Regions from separate parts of the Oryzias latipes genome. Here region 1 is linked to region 2. Evidence: chromatin contacts called from public Hi-C data. All regions are on one chromosome and are shown on one strand. The core of a region is the stretch at or near the end of the contact, and the rest is flanking DNA. Distances in the headings are between cores, read along the strand shown. Region 1 holds the start of LOC101171423 (sodium bicarbonate cotransporter 3). Region 2 has its middle 18 kb from the start of LOC101170938.

Region 1 (4,583 bases), core at 857-3,356, 66 kb before region 2:
TCGGAGCTCTCTACAAGCACTTATTACCACTTTTAGTGCCAAGTAAATTAAAATATGGAACTGAAGTAGTTTCAAAGTCCAAAACTAACAGAAAATTCTGTAATGAAGGCGTTCATTTAGAAGCAAAGCCAACATTTTAGTGGACATTACTAGTGACACGCAACACCAACATGTACACAACTTTAGATCAACCAGTTAATAATGGATTTTAGCACATTTATCACATTTAAGAAACGACTGTGATGGTAAGAAGAACATCCGGCCTCAAAAAGACTTTCTTCTGTCTTTTTGCTGCTCCCCTTAGGGGCGCCACAGCAAATTATCCCTTCCATCTAACCCTCTCCTCTATCCACATGTGCTTTTTCCCTACATCCATCAACCTCCTGTTTGCTCCTCCCTTTGGTAGCTCCAACCTCAGCATCCTTTTACCATCATCATCACTGTTCCTCCTCTCAGCGTGTCTACCATGAGCTGTTCATCTGATGGATTCATTTCTGATCTGTCCATCAAACACTCCTTCCAGCATCTTCAGCTCTGCTATCTCTTGTCATGTAAATAAACACCAGAAAATTCTAAGAAATGGTTCATTTTACTTGTCATTTGGATTTGTTTGGATATTTTAAGGAATTTGTATGCCACATCTTAACGGTGATGGCTTTTGTTTGGGTGAAAAAGTTCCTAAAGAAGTTGTCCATTTAAAAAACTTGGTTTAGTCTGCATGATGTCTAGATAAGAGCTCTAATATTGTGTTAAAAAGTTATTACAGTATAACTAAATGTGGATTGCACAAGCATGGCATGTAGAACTGAAAAGGAACATCCACCTAATTTATGGATGTTGTTTAAGATCATAAATAATGTGGCTCCTCCACCACTCAAAAGCGTTGCCATGTTGACATCAGAACAAATGAGCAGAACACCACGGTCCCCATCTAAAGGCCTGTGTAGTATTACTAAGAAAAGACAGCTTTACACACATAAAATCTTGTTTCCTGTCAAATAGGTGGATAAGCTGAAAGAACAATAGAATTTAGCACTAAAACCTGTGTGATAGGAGAGTTCCATCATGATCAGAGAACATAAAAGTGTTGAAGAAAGAAATAGACAAATATTTATACAATAACGGACACCTTGAATGCAAAATCAAAATAAATGTATGTTTATTTTGAACCTTTCAAACAAATAGAAGTTTATAATTATTTATAACTATGTAACAAGTACAGATTGGCATTCTGTATGCACATAAATCCACTTTCATGTCAAACCCAACACCTCACTATGCAGCTGCTTCGGCTGAAAATAACCGGTTTAGACCCGAAACTGGGTTCTGGTTCCTACAAAGTCACATCTAATGAAACAAAAACTACACCATATAATTATAGTGAGTTATATAGTGATATATAGTGAGTTCTGTTTTTATAAGGAAGTTTGTGGCCCAGCGTGCAGCCGTAAAGGCAGCGCAGTCAAGCACCTTCAACTATTTATAGGATGTTCAAAGCCGCGCGCGTCACTTCATGCCGGCCTGATTTACGGCAAATGTTTCCTCAAACTGCAGAAGTTTGCTAACTAAAAATTTTGGGCTCGCGCGCGCGGCTAACGCTTTCCCTTTTATGGGTGTATTTTGGAACCCGCGTGTCGTTTTACCGAAACAGAACAGTGGACAGTAACGTGGGACCGCGCCACGTGTCCGGGGCAAAGAAAGCCGGCTAACAAAGGCGGTCCCCGGCGGACGATGCCGCACCGGCTCCGACTCCCCAGCATCCCCCGCACTTCTGCCGCAGAGCTAACGATCACAACTCCGGACACAGAGATGTTCCCTCACTCAGGTTCCCCACAGGAACCGGTCGTTCTCCGAGTACTCACGGCTCTCAGAAGGGGTCTCATTTGCTCAAAGGGTTCGTCCATGTCAGCATTCCGGCCCCAAAACCACCGGATGCGCTCATAAACGGCTGATGTGCCGGACAGGCTGGGCTGGGCCGCCTGACGCTCCAGGGAGACTGGCTCCCCCCACCCCAACGACAGAAGAAGGACACGCCCCCGCGGTGGCAGACAGCCAATCACATTTGAAAGCATGACATCGTGATCCAGTGAAATTAAATAATGTAGATAGGGGCGGGGCTTAATCTTCAGTTGCTTCGAGGGGCTCCAAAACGGGTTTATGAGTGTGTGATAAGAGGTACTGTACTGAAAACTGAAAAACTATTGATGTACAATATGTACAATAATAACAACACTAGACTTTTTAATGAGTTAAATGAAGCCTCATTTTTGTTATCCCAAATGCAAAGGTTGTTTTTTATTTGTTATTATTTGCTCTGTACCGCCGTCCTGAAGGTAAAGGGTGTCCTGTATGTGATGTGTCCCTGAGGATGTGTTGGTCCCTTTTAAAACACTGGGAGTTCAAGTAGAGTGGATATATGTATCAAATATTCCAATCTTATCAATGATTTTTTATTTTTGCGTTTACTTGTCTTAGTGTTCAGACAGACTCATTTGCGTTATCTCTCATCCATATTTGTATAAGTATAGCCTATCATTACAATCCTCTAATTACATTTTGTCAAATGTCTTAAACACTTACAGTTGATCTGTTTCTGGATCTGTACCTGTGTCTAATATTGCCTACATCGGTTACCACGTTCCAATTTTCTTTGTAAATGAGGGGTGTTCTCTGGCTGGGCTGGGGCTTGCGCTTCCCGTGGCCCCCTTAACGTTCTGACACTGGGGACCCTGGTGGGATCCCGTTGGCCCTGGTGGTCTGGGTGGCTGACATTGGGTTGTGCGTGTTCCTTTGATCTGCTATCCCAGTCAAGCACAGGTGTCAATAGTATGCATGAGAGAATAATATATGCTTCACATGTGTTTGTTTGTATGCATAAGTATGTGCGTGGTAACATGTATGCGTGTGAAGGTTTTTTCTGAGCCAACAGGTATCTCCATAACATTTGAGTGTGTCTGTGGACAGGCTCCGCCCCTTTGACCAACATCTACACTTGACAGTAAGTATGATAAACCTCCAGCAACTTGTTGTTTTGTGGTTCTATCCCCTGCATCTTATTTATCCTCCAACATCCTTAAACCCACTTTTCTCCCACTCTTGTCTTGTCTCTTTTTCTTTTCCGTCCGGTCCAATAAAAAAAAAGTGGAAAGCAATCATAATTGATATAAATAAAGTTTAGCCTCAAATTCAAAAGGGGTTTATTCAAATTTACACCAAGTGTGTCAGAAAATCCAGAACCCCCTGTTGTAAAAGTAAAATCTGTCCAACACACGAGACCTCGTCTGTTTGCTCAACTGCTGGACAAGAAAAGTAAAAAAAAAAGAAAAAGGAAATCCATTTTGATTGGCCTTGAACGGCATCCTCCTGTTAACCCTAGGATGAGCGGCAAGAGCTACATTCACAGCTAATAGATTTGTAATGATGCTGATGCACAGTAAGCTGGTCATTCATCAAAATGAGTCAGCCACAATAAATGTTTGATATCTTTGGAGCAATGTTGTACTTTCTTGTAAAAAGATAAAGATAGTAATTGTCTGAAATTAAAGATATCTGTGCACCTTCCAGGATATACATAAGCATTGCCTCTATTCAATTCTGTAAATTGTTTCTACAAACGTGTCTTTTAGGTCATTATTGGAAAACCCATAGACTGGAGATGAAGTTTCTTTTTGTTTTTACGCTAAGACGCCAATTCCGCTCCAGAATTCTTGATAGTTTTAAAACTTAATTGCACAGATTTTTTAGGAATAGTTTATCTGGACCCCAAACTGCAGGAGACCAGACCTAATGACAAGAACCTGATCCCTTCCCGCCATATGTGGCTTATTTGCAACGTACCATTTAATCCAGGACTCCACTCAATCTAGCATCCACTTGAACAAACTGAACTCAAGCATGAAAAATGAAAATCTGTAAAAACTGTGACCCAACTGGAAGACAAAAAGGTGAAAACAGACCTGACACTGATGAGCCAGACCTGAAAACTATTTATCAAAAAGAAAAATAGTGAAAGTGAAACATAAGTGAAAGCAAACAAATGGGCACACACTAAACTCAACTTTAATTATTCCTTCCTTTTTTTCTTCCTGTCATCAATTTTCCTCTTTTGGCCACTAACAGTGTGCATGTGTTGCCATGGAAACACCACACTGCGGCAAAAACAATGTTAGATAATTAAAAAAAACACACACAAAAGGCAATACTTCTTTATATGAGTCTTGGATTTAACTTTAAAAATTACTGTTCAGTCTTCAGTTCCAAAACTGCACAAGAATTGTGTAGTAAGTTAACTCTACCAGTAGATGGCAATGCTGTACTGAGCTATTTTGTAATGGTCAGAAAAGGCAAATTCTTTTTGAAATTGAATGAATAAAATGTTTTAAAATAATTTATAATAATACATTGTTTAAACAGTGAATTATGTTATGGTATAAAAACAATCAAAGTGCAATAAGCATAAATAAAAACCCATTTATAATAATTTATTGACCTTTTATAACTTTCTGAACACATTTAAAGATACCTTTTGACAAACAAAGCCAGTAAAAAAATACAATTAATTATTTATTCTTTTTTTAAAGCGG
Region 2 (5,079 bases), core at 1,144-3,643:
AGCAAACCCAGAAGTCATTGAACCCTATCAATAAAATACACAATCTACAAATGAAAAGTCTGTAAAAATCTCAGCTGGACATCAGGCCTTTCCACGCACATGTGAGACATAAAGATGTGCAACAAACGTTGACTCTAGATAAGTGAAGCCGTCAGGTTTGGGGTTTGAACAGGCGTCCAAAGGAAATAGAAATCTCAGCTCAGGTGGCACAGATTGCAGGGATAATCCTTTACAAAGCAGTGTGTTTATGCCCTGTCCTGAAATAGGAATTCATCGGTGACCCTATAGTGCTATTCTCTGTCCAGACCCAGCAAGACAGCACTAAATGTTCAAGTGGAGGTAAGTGCCGGCAAGTCCTCTGACAATACAAGCATGGTTTCGAGTTCCTGCTCGATGCGGCTCCGCTCCTCGGAGGAGAGGAGGTGGGGGAAATGGGGAGTACAAGGAGTTGGGGGGGGGGGGTGTAAGATTGTGTGTGTGTCAAGGGACTCGCTGAGTGTGTGTTTGGGAGTGTGTGCATCTCCTCCTGGAGGTTCTGGGGGGGAAAGTCGTCTCCTTGCATCAGTGAACCCTGCAGAGCGGAGGAGCAACCGGGAGGAGGGTCCTCCCAGACCCGGGGACAGACCAAACCTCCTGACCTCCGCGGAGGTGATAAGTGCTGAACCGCAAGAAGAGAACGTTTTTTAATCAAAAATGTAATTCCATCTGAAGCAACTGGACTGAACATGTTTATGGCGGGACGTTGAACCTTCTGCTGTCCTCAGAAAAGATTCATCATGGTTTGAGCAATTTCCTTAAATCTACTTTATGAAGAAATTAACGCCGTGAGCATTGTACAGCCCGCTTGCGCTACTAAATCCTGCAACCCTCGCTGGCTAAGCAGCAGCTAGATGCCCCTCATTTTCCCCTTCTGCCCCTCCCACCCTGGTCAGAGCTGCGTGGGACAAATTCATAAAGAAAACAACAAAAAAAAATTCAAAATGGCGGCTTTTCTGTTTGTTTATCTCCATAGCAACCATTATATTTTTTGGTCGCCTGTAGGCGACGAACTGTTATATGTAATTTTTGAAAGAATCAGCCAAAGTACATTTTAGATTTCCTTAGCAACGGAGGTTTCTGTTAACCACGCCCACATTCCTAATTTGTTCCTGTCATACGTCATATCATTTCGTTAGGGTTGAGCCAAGGATTCAAATATTACATTTTCACAATAATCTGGTTAAAAATATGCGAGCAACAGAGGAACTTTTTAAGATGGCAGCCGTTTCCAGAGGTCAAAGGTCAATATGAGTCTGTGGAAAATGAGTTTTACTTTTAGGTGTTTAGTTAAAAAGAAAAAAAAAATCAAACAACCTTTTTTGAGATATATCTTTCATTAAATACTCAAAATTCATAGTTCTCCATGTTTTTTTTTTTCTTTAGAAGACGAGATACGAAGGCATTTATTAATAGCTGCACAAAGATGTTCAAAACCTTTTGTAAAAACCTGTTTTATCTAAAAATGTTGTGTTTTATTATGAAATTGAAGTCACTTTTGATATCCCTTGATTTCTGCTACATCCTAATCCAGAACCTTTAAAAACTTAGGATAATATTTACGTTTAGTCCATATTTTTCATGAAAGATTCAAACATTTTAGAGCAAGAAAGCAGAATTTTAAAGGAATTTACTGTACATTTTCAGACGTTGCAGCTCCTAACTGCCTGAGCTGACAGAGAAAAGAAGGGGGGAAATGAAAAACAGAAGTGGTTACGCCTCTGCTAAAGGAAACGGATTCTTCCACACCTCTCCCCGTTCTGCCTGGAGGCTTCTCACAGGTACGATTTCTTGCCCTGAACTGAAAATGAGAATCTCCAAATTAGAAGTCAGGGAGTCGTGTCAGAGCCTGACCTTGGTTTCTCACCTCCCATCCAGCCGGACCTGTGAATGCTGGATCTGAGCTCCGCTTTTGCCTCTGCGCGGCTGATCCGCTTCCATCGGTCCGTCTGTCTTCAGGCTCTACTTAGACAAATAAAAAAGCTCTTCCATGCAAATGCTGCAGAAATGTACAGTATTATGGGTTCTGTCGAGCCGTGAGCGGCACACAAAAACAAAGATTTCATTGATTTTTTTATGGCAGATGGAGTTGAGGCATATGTGTGCGCCTCCTGCTGGGTTCCTCTGTGACAGGTCTGGGCTGGGACCTCGCAGCCCATTACCACACATGTCCTGTCAGGAGGGCTCCTGTGGCAATCGGTGAAGCTTCAGCCCCTCCGTCCGGGGCCGACTTGCAGCTTGGGGACTCTGCGAACACGGCCTGCCTCCTCGCTGTTAGTGCTCATGTATGACTTCCCTCCGCTGGGGCCTGGGAGAGAGGGGGGAGCCCGTCTCTCCACAGAGGGGCAAAGTGGAGGTGGTGTGGCCTGGTGGAGCATTAGTCAACCCTGCTGGTGTGCTGGCCCCCGTAACCCGAGCAGCCATTGAGTATTAGTGCCTGGGGCTAAATGTTGCACCTTTGACAGTGTCGGGGTGGCACTATAGCGGCGGGACAGCTAGAGGCTTCCACTACATTACACAACCAAACGACCGTTGAAGTCTATACTCGCCATCAACTCATGTGTAACAATCAGCCACTAGGACATACGGATTTAAGATCAGTCTTTATCAAATCGTGGCGCCTTAAAATGACCACAGTCAGACACCATACAGAAAAAACTCAAAACATTGAGAACAACTAAAAGGTTAAAACATAAAGTAGTGAAATATTAAATACATGACATAGTCATAATAGTCTAATAAATATAATCTGCATATATTAGATAACTGATCTGCAATTGCTATGTTGATTTCTGAAATAGAGTTTTGTCTATTTTTACATAATAATTTAAGTAATTCATCTTTGTTATGTGCTTTATTGATACCTAAGGATTATTCATTCTGTCTGATAAAAGTTAGGAACCGGATAATGATAAATCACAGAATAAAATGGTTACGGTAGAACAGGGGTGGGATTATATAAATTCGCTTCCTTCCACTCCTTTTTAAGCAATAGTTAATAATATGTCTAATTATCCTAACTTTGAAATGTCTTTGTATGAATGTATAACTGATGATTGTATTGTTTTTTATTGCTTAATATAAACCATTTCACATCAAATCAAATAGTCAAATGATAACATAAAAGTAAAAATAAAATAAAAACCAGCAGGGAAGAGTCTCAAAAATCGGGCTTTAAAATTGAGTTTTGAGCCTTTTTATTTTTTATTATTTCTTCCAATTCAGTAAAATTATTCCATCATTTTATGAAACAGAAAAATAAACTTTCTCACAAAAAAGGTGTCTGTTAGTAATTTTAGTTGTCATGAAGTTTAAAACCAACAGAAAAAGTCTAATTTAACATTCAACATGAATTTAAGCATTTTCTACACTGCAAACCTGTCGAAACAAGTCTAAAATTCTGACCGCATTGGAGGACCTTGTGTTATGCTTTTAAAGGAAAAGTGCTACATAAATAAAGTTAGATTTGATTTGATTGGCAGATTTTCTTCAAACAAGCAAATATTTGCCATTGGGCTAAGAAAAAAAAGAACAAGAATTCTTAATTTAAAAGAATTTGAAACTAAGATTGTTTTTTTAATGATGAACTTCCTTGATTAGATATTTTTTCCTGAAACTAGAGTCTTTTCACTTTCTTTGGATTCAGTTTTTGCAGTTTATGGGTGATTTTGATTTAAAATAAAATGACATATCTGTACCTTCATTGTAATTTAATAGAATTTTTTGATCAAAATGTATGAGAAACCTCATGTTAACCTCTTGATGTCTGAGTTTATTTTTAGTGATGATATTAAAAAATAAAAACATCACTGATGATTTTGCTTTCAATAGAAACTAAATTAAGGGGTCAACTTTTGAGGGGTTATTTCTTTATAGGAGCTCATTAATGTAAGTTTTTGAAAAGTAAATTTAATAAGTTAAACTGGTAAAATTCCTTAAAAATAAAGAAAAAAACAGATTTACACCTAAACTTGACATAGAAAATCCAGTTTTTTTCTTTTACTGTAAAATCTGAATTTTAAGAAAGTAAAAAATTTTAAGAAAATGTCTTTTATGGTCTGTCTTGTAAATACAATTTTATCAATGACGTTTTTAATAGCATAATAATCTTATGGCTTTCTTTTCTTCAAATGGGAATTCTTGATTCCTTGATTCTTCCCTCATTAGCAGATTTCTTTGCTTATTTAAATAAATTCTTTCACATTCGAAGAATTTTGACTTTTTTCTTGGAGGCCTGCTTTAGCAGTGTTGCAACTATGCAAACAAAGGGCATGATGGGAAAAAAATGGCAACACCCTGGACCCGTTTGAATTACTGTAGATTAATGACTTTCCTTTTTTATTTCTTCACAACCTGCTAACATCTGAATTCTTGTCTGTAGGCCATTCAAAGTCCTCCTGCCTGTCGTCAGCTGTCGGTGGGCTGCATCCTCTCATCCATCCCATCCATCTCATCCAACATGCGCCGTCCTCCGTACCTCCATCAACGCACAGCAACTGTCGGGCTTCTCTCATCACATTAAAAAAAACAACCACACTGCTAATGGTGGACATGAAATCACTGTTGGTAAAACACAAAAGCGTCTTTGTGCGGCGACTTGGTGGTAATTGCACCACACGGATGGCGGCTATTTAGCAGCCCTGCCCTGGCCGGGCCCTCTGCCGCTGATCTCATTTGGCTGCATTAATGATCCTGTCCTGAGCCGTGGAGCCAGGCTTTTGCACCGCAGCCCACCGCCTGCACTGCTGCTCGCTCACTCAGGATGACTAAGACCACAGTCTGTTCAGTTTTGTTGTGGATCTACAGGCCTCTTGAACTTCCTTACACCTCGCCGACCCCCCCCACCCCCCTTTCCTCACTCCTCCAGCCTTTGGGATGGAGACAGCTGGGGCTTCACAGAGGACTGCTCCCTATTCACCACATTCAGACACTGCAGCACAAAAGGATGCACGGCTAGCCGCTACCCCACAGACCACAGATTCTGTTTGTTTTAAAAAAAAAAAGCACCAGGAATTTATTTGATGCTCCAAAAATGTAGGAAAC

What was found. A called contact is a pair of places that touch in the nucleus more often than the background predicts.
Region 1: a contact with region 2 is called in a Hi-C map of embryo, with 2.6 times the contacts expected there. The contact joins the promoter of LOC101171423 here to the enhancer-like site in region 2. A contact is called at or near these places in 4 of 5 Hi-C or Micro-C datasets (embryo, fibroblasts and gastrula embryo).

What each region holds. Positions count from the first base shown.
Region 1 is chr11:6,428,485-6,433,067 of ASM223467v1, reverse strand. LOC101171423 (sodium bicarbonate cotransporter 3) reads right to left here and starts at 2,106. Exons shown (of 24, transcript XM_020706988.2): 1 at 1,863-2,106. The coding sequence starts at 2,072.
Region 2 is chr11:6,362,570-6,367,648 of ASM223467v1, reverse strand. No RefSeq gene overlaps it. Among protein-coding and RNA genes, the nearest start is that of LOC101170938, 18 kb to the right of the region's middle. Within about 2 kb of position 2,393, at least 1 of the 8 cell types and tissues checked has an H3K27ac peak or open chromatin away from gene starts, as enhancers often do. A contact at or near this core is called in embryo, where this site is marked.